Regions from separate parts of the Macaca mulatta genome. Here region 1 is linked to region 2. The links are chromatin contacts, called in public Hi-C maps. All regions are on one chromosome and are shown on one strand. Each heading gives the region's core, a stretch centred on a gene start, on an enhancer-like site or on the middle of the called end of the contact. The rest is flanking DNA. Distances are from core to core; before and after follow the strand shown.

What was found. Hi-C and Micro-C count contacts between places; a contact is called where the count stands out from the background.
Region 1: a contact with region 2 is called in a Hi-C map of fetal cortical plate, with 1.6 times the contacts expected there. The contact joins the promoter of NR2E1 here to the enhancer-like site in region 2. A contact is called at or near these places in 4 of 14 Hi-C or Micro-C datasets (blood, cortical neurons, fetal cortex germinal zone and 1 more).

What each region holds. Positions count from the first base shown.
Region 1 is chr4:13,277,684-13,281,082 of T2T-MMU8v2.0, reverse strand. It overlaps NR2E1 (nuclear receptor subfamily 2 group E member 1), which reads right to left and starts at 1,812. Exons shown (of 9, transcript NM_001265967.2): 1 at 1,724-1,812. The coding sequence starts at 1,748.
Region 2 is chr4:13,226,507-13,229,789 of T2T-MMU8v2.0, reverse strand. No RefSeq gene overlaps it. Among named protein-coding and RNA genes, the nearest start is that of OSTM1, 43 kb to the right of the region's middle. Within about 2 kb of position 2,014, at least 5 of the 40 cell types and tissues checked have an H3K27ac peak or open chromatin away from gene starts, as enhancers often do. A contact at or near this core is called in fetal cortical plate, where this site is marked.

The DNA of each region.
Region 1 (3,399 bases), core at 563-3,062, 51 kb before region 2:
TTTTCCCCCAAAGTCTGGAGGGTTGGCCTGCCTCCTAGTCCACAGCAGGGGCGCAGCCGCAGGCGGGCAGAGCTCCCCGCTCACCCCTCCCTCGCCTCTGAGGCCTCACCTTTCAAGGGCCCCAGCGGCTCCGCACCCTGAAATGGACGAAAGAGCCCGGTGCTCCTTACTTCCAGGGGTGTAGGCGAGGGCCTGTCCCGGGGCGAGCGAGCTAGGAGGCCTGCCGAGACCCGCGGGCTTCAGTTTTTGCAATGGAGGCTCAGAATGCAACAGAAACGGCCTCCTGTACCTCCTGGGAAGGACACTCACGCCCGGGAATGCGGGCAACAAAAATCGAGGTCGCTTTGCCTCCTGGAAATTCCAACAGCGAGGGTCAGAGTAGGCCCGAGCCTAACGGGAAACTCAGTCCTGCGCCAGGGTCCGCTCTGCATTCAGGCCGCGGTTAGGGCTCCTTCTCTGCTCCCTCTGCCCCAGCTCGAAACATTTCTCCTTCTCTTTTTGTTCACGTTCATTTTACTCTAATTTTTAAAAGATCAGCACCCAAAGCAAAACCAACGGACAAAGTGAAAACACAACCTCCTTCTTGGAAGGGGGTAGGAGGGCGGGAATTGCATCCCACTTAAGTGAGACTTCATTACCAGTCCTCAGAAGTATCTCCGATTCTCCCAACTTTCAAAGACTCAGGACAATGAGGGCGAGTGAAAGGGGGAGGGGGCGGGAAGGAACGCATAGAGCGCCAAAAATGCTATCCGCGAAAACAACACCGGCAGCAGGGCAACTTCGGGATATGGGGACTGCGGCGGCAACGGTCGTCCCCAGCCTCAGACCCTGGAGCCCTCAGCCGTGGGCCACGGGATGGCGGGAACTGAAATGCCCCCGGGAGATCTGAGCACCGTGGTTGCGCCTGCTCAGCGCTGGCTCGGGCCTGCACATTCTTGGGTTCCGCAGGCACGGTGCAAGCAAATGCCCTCGCACACACACTTAGCCCGGCGCTCCTGAGTCTCGGGGTGGTGAGAGGTCAGCTGCGGCCTGGGGTTCGGAGAGCCGGCAACTAAGGAAGTTCGAGGAAGGAGAGAAGCGCACGGAGTGAGCAGGCCGAGCACTCCTGCCTCTGCTGGGCTCCGGCTCGAAAAGTCCTTGGGATTAGGGATTTGGTCCTCTCTTTGCTAGAGTGGTTCGCCATACTTTAAATTCCCCAGTTATGACCTACGCGGATTTAGGATTAAGGAAAATGTGACTTTTAAATTGTTTCTGCTTCCCAGTTTGCAGGATTATTTGAAATAGCTAGAAACGGGGTGCAAAGCATTCCATTCAAAATCCGCTTTGCACAGAGTTGCTTTTGCGCGCTGGAGCTCGGAGTTTTGAGCGAGTGTGTTATTGTGCTATTGCCTGAAACTGCGGCCCAGTTCCCGCCCCCATGGCTCCCCCCACCCAGCACCTGGCGGCTAAATGTAGGCAACTCATCCGACTGGTGGGCTGCGCGGGTCGTAACCTTCTCACCGCACCAGACAGGGGGGATCAAGCAATCCAGAGGCAACGAAACAGCTCTCCCCTCACCACGAAATGCTCCAACTCACGGTCTACAGGGCTGGGCCGAACGCACACGCCCGTTGGAGTCCCGGGGCTCGGAGTCGCAGCGCTCCAGGCAGGACCTCCCCAGCCTCCCTGCTCGCCCGCCCCAGGCTGCGCGTCTAGGCCCCACGGCGGCCGGAGAGGTACCCACTTGTTGATCCGGCCGGCTTGCTCATGCTGGCTGTCCCGGGGCGGAGCGGTTGGTGGGCGCTGCCCGAGTCCCGGCCGGCAGCGCCCGCCTCGCCGCTCGGCGCCGCCGCTCTCCAGCCGCCCTCCAGCCTGCAAGGCTCCTGGGCAGGACAGGTGGGTGTCAGTCGCGCGCTGCGCTGCTCCCTGGGCGCTCAGAATTCGTTCCACAGTAGAAATTTAAGCATCCTTAAGTTTCTTCCCGGCTCTTGCAAAACCGCAGCTGCTGGGAATGCTGCTTGATATGGACACACACATGGACCGACAGATGAAAAGATGGACAGGAAGACTGAGGAAGAAGGGAGAACAGCAAGAGAGGGATGTTGAAGGACAGAGATGGAGACAGGAAAATGGCCTTCCTACGGAGCGAAATCCCTCTTTTTCCCCATTCCTGTCACTCAGTCTTCAATCTCTCCCTCTACATAGGTATGCAGAGTGTGGGCAATCTCTGCCGACCGCTGGTCTCCCAAGGAAAGAAGGAAAACACAACCGCAGTCTCAGAGGCAGACGGGCTCCGCGCTGCCGGAACCCGAGCGCAGAGTGGGGTAACTAGATTGCTGGGAAATCTTCCGAGGGAAGAGGCGGCCAGGTCCGGGTTTCCGGGGAGAGCCGCGCACGCAGCGGCGAAGGGTCCCCGAAGTTCATTACCCCGTGACTTTGTGCCTGTCGCTGCGGGCTGGGTCCCCTGTAATATCTCCAGAAGCGCTCTGACAGGCAGCCGCGGGGAGGGGAATAGGGCGTCCCTGGCCCACTTAGCTTTTCCCCCAACTCCTGGCGGGGTCTGACGTCAGCCATGTGCGGGGAGGGGATGGGAAGAGGGAGGGGGTTAAATGCTAATGATATTAATGAACCTCCAAGCGGCTCCCAAAGAAAATGCAGGCGCTCTCGGAGCTTACGAGTTAGAAAGTGTGAATACGGGAGTGTGGCTCTGTGCGTGCGTGATGGTGAGGACGGTGCGGCTCGTAATAAAAATGAATTCGTATATTTCACGGCAAGAAGGAAGGGGAGGGGTGACGGGGCTTTCTCAAAACGCTTTTCCCCCTCTCTCCAGAGTGCCAGATAGATTCGCGGAAGAAATTGGGTGGCTCTGTGCTGGCGTGTGATTGTGCGCGCCGGTCACGGCCATGTGAGTTGGTTCATTCTTGGTCCCGTGCCCCTTCTGTTGGGTAAAACTTGGATCTGGCCCGAGGTGAGTAATTTACTCATTTTGCACATATCTACGGAAAGTCAGGGCTGAGGATGGGGTCTTCCGGAGGTTGCGCGTTCCTTCGGCCTTCGCGAGGTGGGTTTGGTCTCCAGCTGAGGGGAGGGTACCGCCAGCTTCCCCAAGCGGAGCTGGCCCATCCGACGCTGAACGAATCTCTTGTCGGCTCCATTATCTGCACCGGGGCGGCAGGAGGGCAGAGCGTTCCCTCCCGCGGCTTGTCCTCTGCGGGCATCGCGGGTTCCGGCTCTCCGGGCGGAGGGATCATGAAGAGCGGGTCTCATCCCTTACCCTGGCCCCATTCCGTTTGCTTTCCCGCGGTTCCTGAGCTCTCTCGCGCCTTGCTCTGTGCGCAGTGCTGGGAGAGCGCATGCCGAGGGAGCGATGATCCCCGATCTCTAAGAGATTAATTCTATTTAAGCTCTCTCGGCAGCTTG
Region 2 (3,283 bases), core at 765-3,264:
CTTGGGGATTCTCATCCGTGCAGATGTCCCGAGTTTCCCTTGGGGCCTGACTGCACTCGAGCCCTTCACCCCGCGGACGCTGCACCGGAGTTGGGACCTCCCCAGGGATCCTCACCCACCCAGAGCCCGCAGCAAGGACTGGGCGGCGGGTTCCACTCACCCGGCCACCAGACACTCGCCCACGTGCCCCCTAAGAGGGTGGGTGGGACGCCTTCTCGTGGCCGCGGGAGTGGGGGTAGGATAGACAGGGAAGAAAAGGGGATCCGACCCGAGTAACCCCGTCCCCGCCCCAGTTGGGCTGCCTGGGCCGGGGAGGCCGTGGTAGAGGGCGGGAGTGATTGTCTCCTTCTACAAAGCCAGTGAGAGCTTTTAGTCCTCCCCAGATTTACATTAACGCGAATCTCCGCTTGGTCCGCAGTCTGGAAAGGGTGCTTTCCGAGAGGCCGACACTCTGCAATCCTAATTAGTGATTTTTGTCCCCTTGTTACTGGGCTCAGCATCTCATGCAAATGAACTCTTCATTTCAGCCACATTACCCCAGCTCCAGAATTAACTGACTCTTATCTTTAATGATATGCTGCTGAAGTTCTCCGAGCCCGGCTAGCTTTTTATCTTGATTACTCTAATCAATAAGAAATGATAGAGTAGAATTATAAACTCTATTGGCTTTTAAATGTTGCCGACAAGCCCTCTAGATGCCATTCCTGTTCATTGTTATTTATTAAAATGATCCTCAGCCTAACAGCGGATGCAAATAGGCGAACAAGGAGAATTAGCCTTGGGACTCGTCCCAGCCAGCCCCTGACTCCATTGCCCCCCAATCCCAAGGGAAGTCTCCTTAGTGTTGGGGCTTGGAAAGGTGGAAAATACAGATATTTAAAAGTGTTTAAAAGAAATTTGTCTTGTAAAGGGGCCAGAGAAATAGAAAGACAATTTTTAAAACACCAGCCCCCCACCCCATCCAGGTAGTCTTAAAGGTGGAAGCGTCGGAGGAAGGCATTTTGAGACACAGAGCCTCATGTTCTGGGAATAATTCATTCCTTCTCTCCCCCCCCCACACCCCTTCAGCCCCCACCTTTCTGCATACCAGTATCTATAGGCTGTGTATGTGTATGTGTATGTGTAATTTCAGACAGACCTCGGGAAATGCAATTTCCCTCACATAGTTCTCTTGGGAGAAAAATGGGGCTTGAGTCCCTTCGAGTGTGCAGAAGCAGCCCTCGTTGGCCAAGGCGTCAAGGCGCCTCCAGTGGACAGTTTTGGGTTCCTCGACGTCCAGCACCAAGCGGACTGAGACCTAGAACCTATCCTCTGGCCGCGGGCAGTCCCGTCACCCACACCCGCCCAAGGTCCGAGGACTCCACAACCCTCCCGGGTCACACCTTTCTGGCAGGCCCAATTTGAGAGGCATTGTGTTTCCTAAGAAGTCAAAATAGAGGGTGTGCGACGTTTCTTTCCTTGGCTCAGAGACTGAAAGGTCTTTTGTCGTGAGATATGTCGGAAAAGGATATGAAACATCCCTCCTCACCCTCGATCAGTGCATTACCCGGCCTTCGCCCCCACCTTGGCTCTGAGTTTCGTTTCGGGTAGAGTGGGAACTTTCAGGTCGCCCTGTGAGGGCCAGGGGCTGCTGAGAACACCCGGCCGTCATCTTTCATTAGAATTATGTACGAATTTCACTAGCTTTCGTTTAGATCCAAGGCAAACCTATTAAGAGCCTACTCTGCATTAGGCACTTTGTCGCGAGCGCAGCCCAGGCTCTGGGGCTTAGGGGACATTTTCCCTGGCTTGCATGAGCCTCCGCCCCCTCGGGGCTTTGGATGGGTCCTCAAGATCCCTGGCATCCAAAGCCCCGAAAGCGCGCAATCTGGAGGCGAGCACACACAAACACACACGCGTCACAACTCGGCCTGCCCCATCCTGCAACCCCGCGGGCGCACAACGACGCACAGCCCTACTCGCCCACCGCTAGGCGACCCGTCCCCAAGCAGCCGCGCCGTCCCTCTAGCCCTCGTAGCTGCGAATTCCGTTCTTTTCTCCCCTCATCCCTCAGCACAGCCTAGTGAGCAACTTGGCACTCTGGCCTCGCCAGGCGGGGAAGCTACGAGCTAGGGTTCCCCAAGGCTCCTAGCTGCTGAGCGGGTACCAGCAACCAGCAACCCGCCGACGCAAAGGCGAGAGGCTGCGTGCGCGCTGGGAGCGGAAGGGACTGGAACGCAGACTCAAGTCCTTGCCAAGGCCGCGGTCGATCCATGGAAAGAGAAGTTGGAAATCGCAGGCAGGCTAAACCTTTTTTTTTTTTTTTTTTTTTTTAATGACGTGGGGGGAAGGGCTGAATGTATCAAAATCATGTAAAATTTCTGTTCTTAGCAACATCCTTGTTATTAGGAATGATGACTAAACCGCCAGGATTATTCTGGACTGTAAGTTATCAAGAGCCCACTAATTTCACATTAAAGCCCATTGACTGCAACGGCGTGATTGAAGGGTTTTTAACAATTAACATAATCAGAAAATGAGCTGAGATAATTTTTATTCAACTCATTACTTTTTAATCATGTATTTCTTTTAATTAATATCTTCTCCGTGAACATAACACAAAGCGGAGCCCCAGTGCTGGCCCAAGCCAGCCTGCGGGACTGAATTTGACACAGCCAAACATTTCACCAGCAGCATTCATTGCATCTCTATTGTGGTGTGGGCGAAATAGAAAAATCTTGTCCAAAAGTCACCATGTTGTTTTGAAACACAATTTTAAAAAGGGGGGAGGGCGTTGGGAGCGCACAAGCCATACGCTTTCAATTCGACTTGACTTTTATATTTGGGCGCCTCCCTTGGTTTGCAGCCAGAGGGATGCAAATGAGAAGAAACAGAGTAAGAGGAAGAAAAGGCTTTTGGAGATGAATGTCCCATCCTGGGTTCGCAGGGGAGTGGGCTTTGGTTGCTTGCGCCTAGTACATTGGCTGGCTGGTGGGACAGCTGGAGGCACAGACCTTGGCCTTTGAGTCTTGGCCCCAGCGCATAAACCTGGCCTAGGCCGTCAGGGCTGAGACGCTCAGGCCCTTCCACCACCACCACGCCACCTCCTGGGCTCTGACCCAAGCAGGCGAAGTCCCTCGGCTCCCAAACTCGCCTGGAAGTGGGCGGTGACTGCGGGACCCTCTTTGGGGCAGGATCTTGGATCACCGCCGCCGTGCGCACCGCCTAGGCATTTGCATTGCAGCCTGGATGCTGTGACCTCGCCGGTCCCCCAGCACTTCCTGGTATTCCCAACACGGGAGAC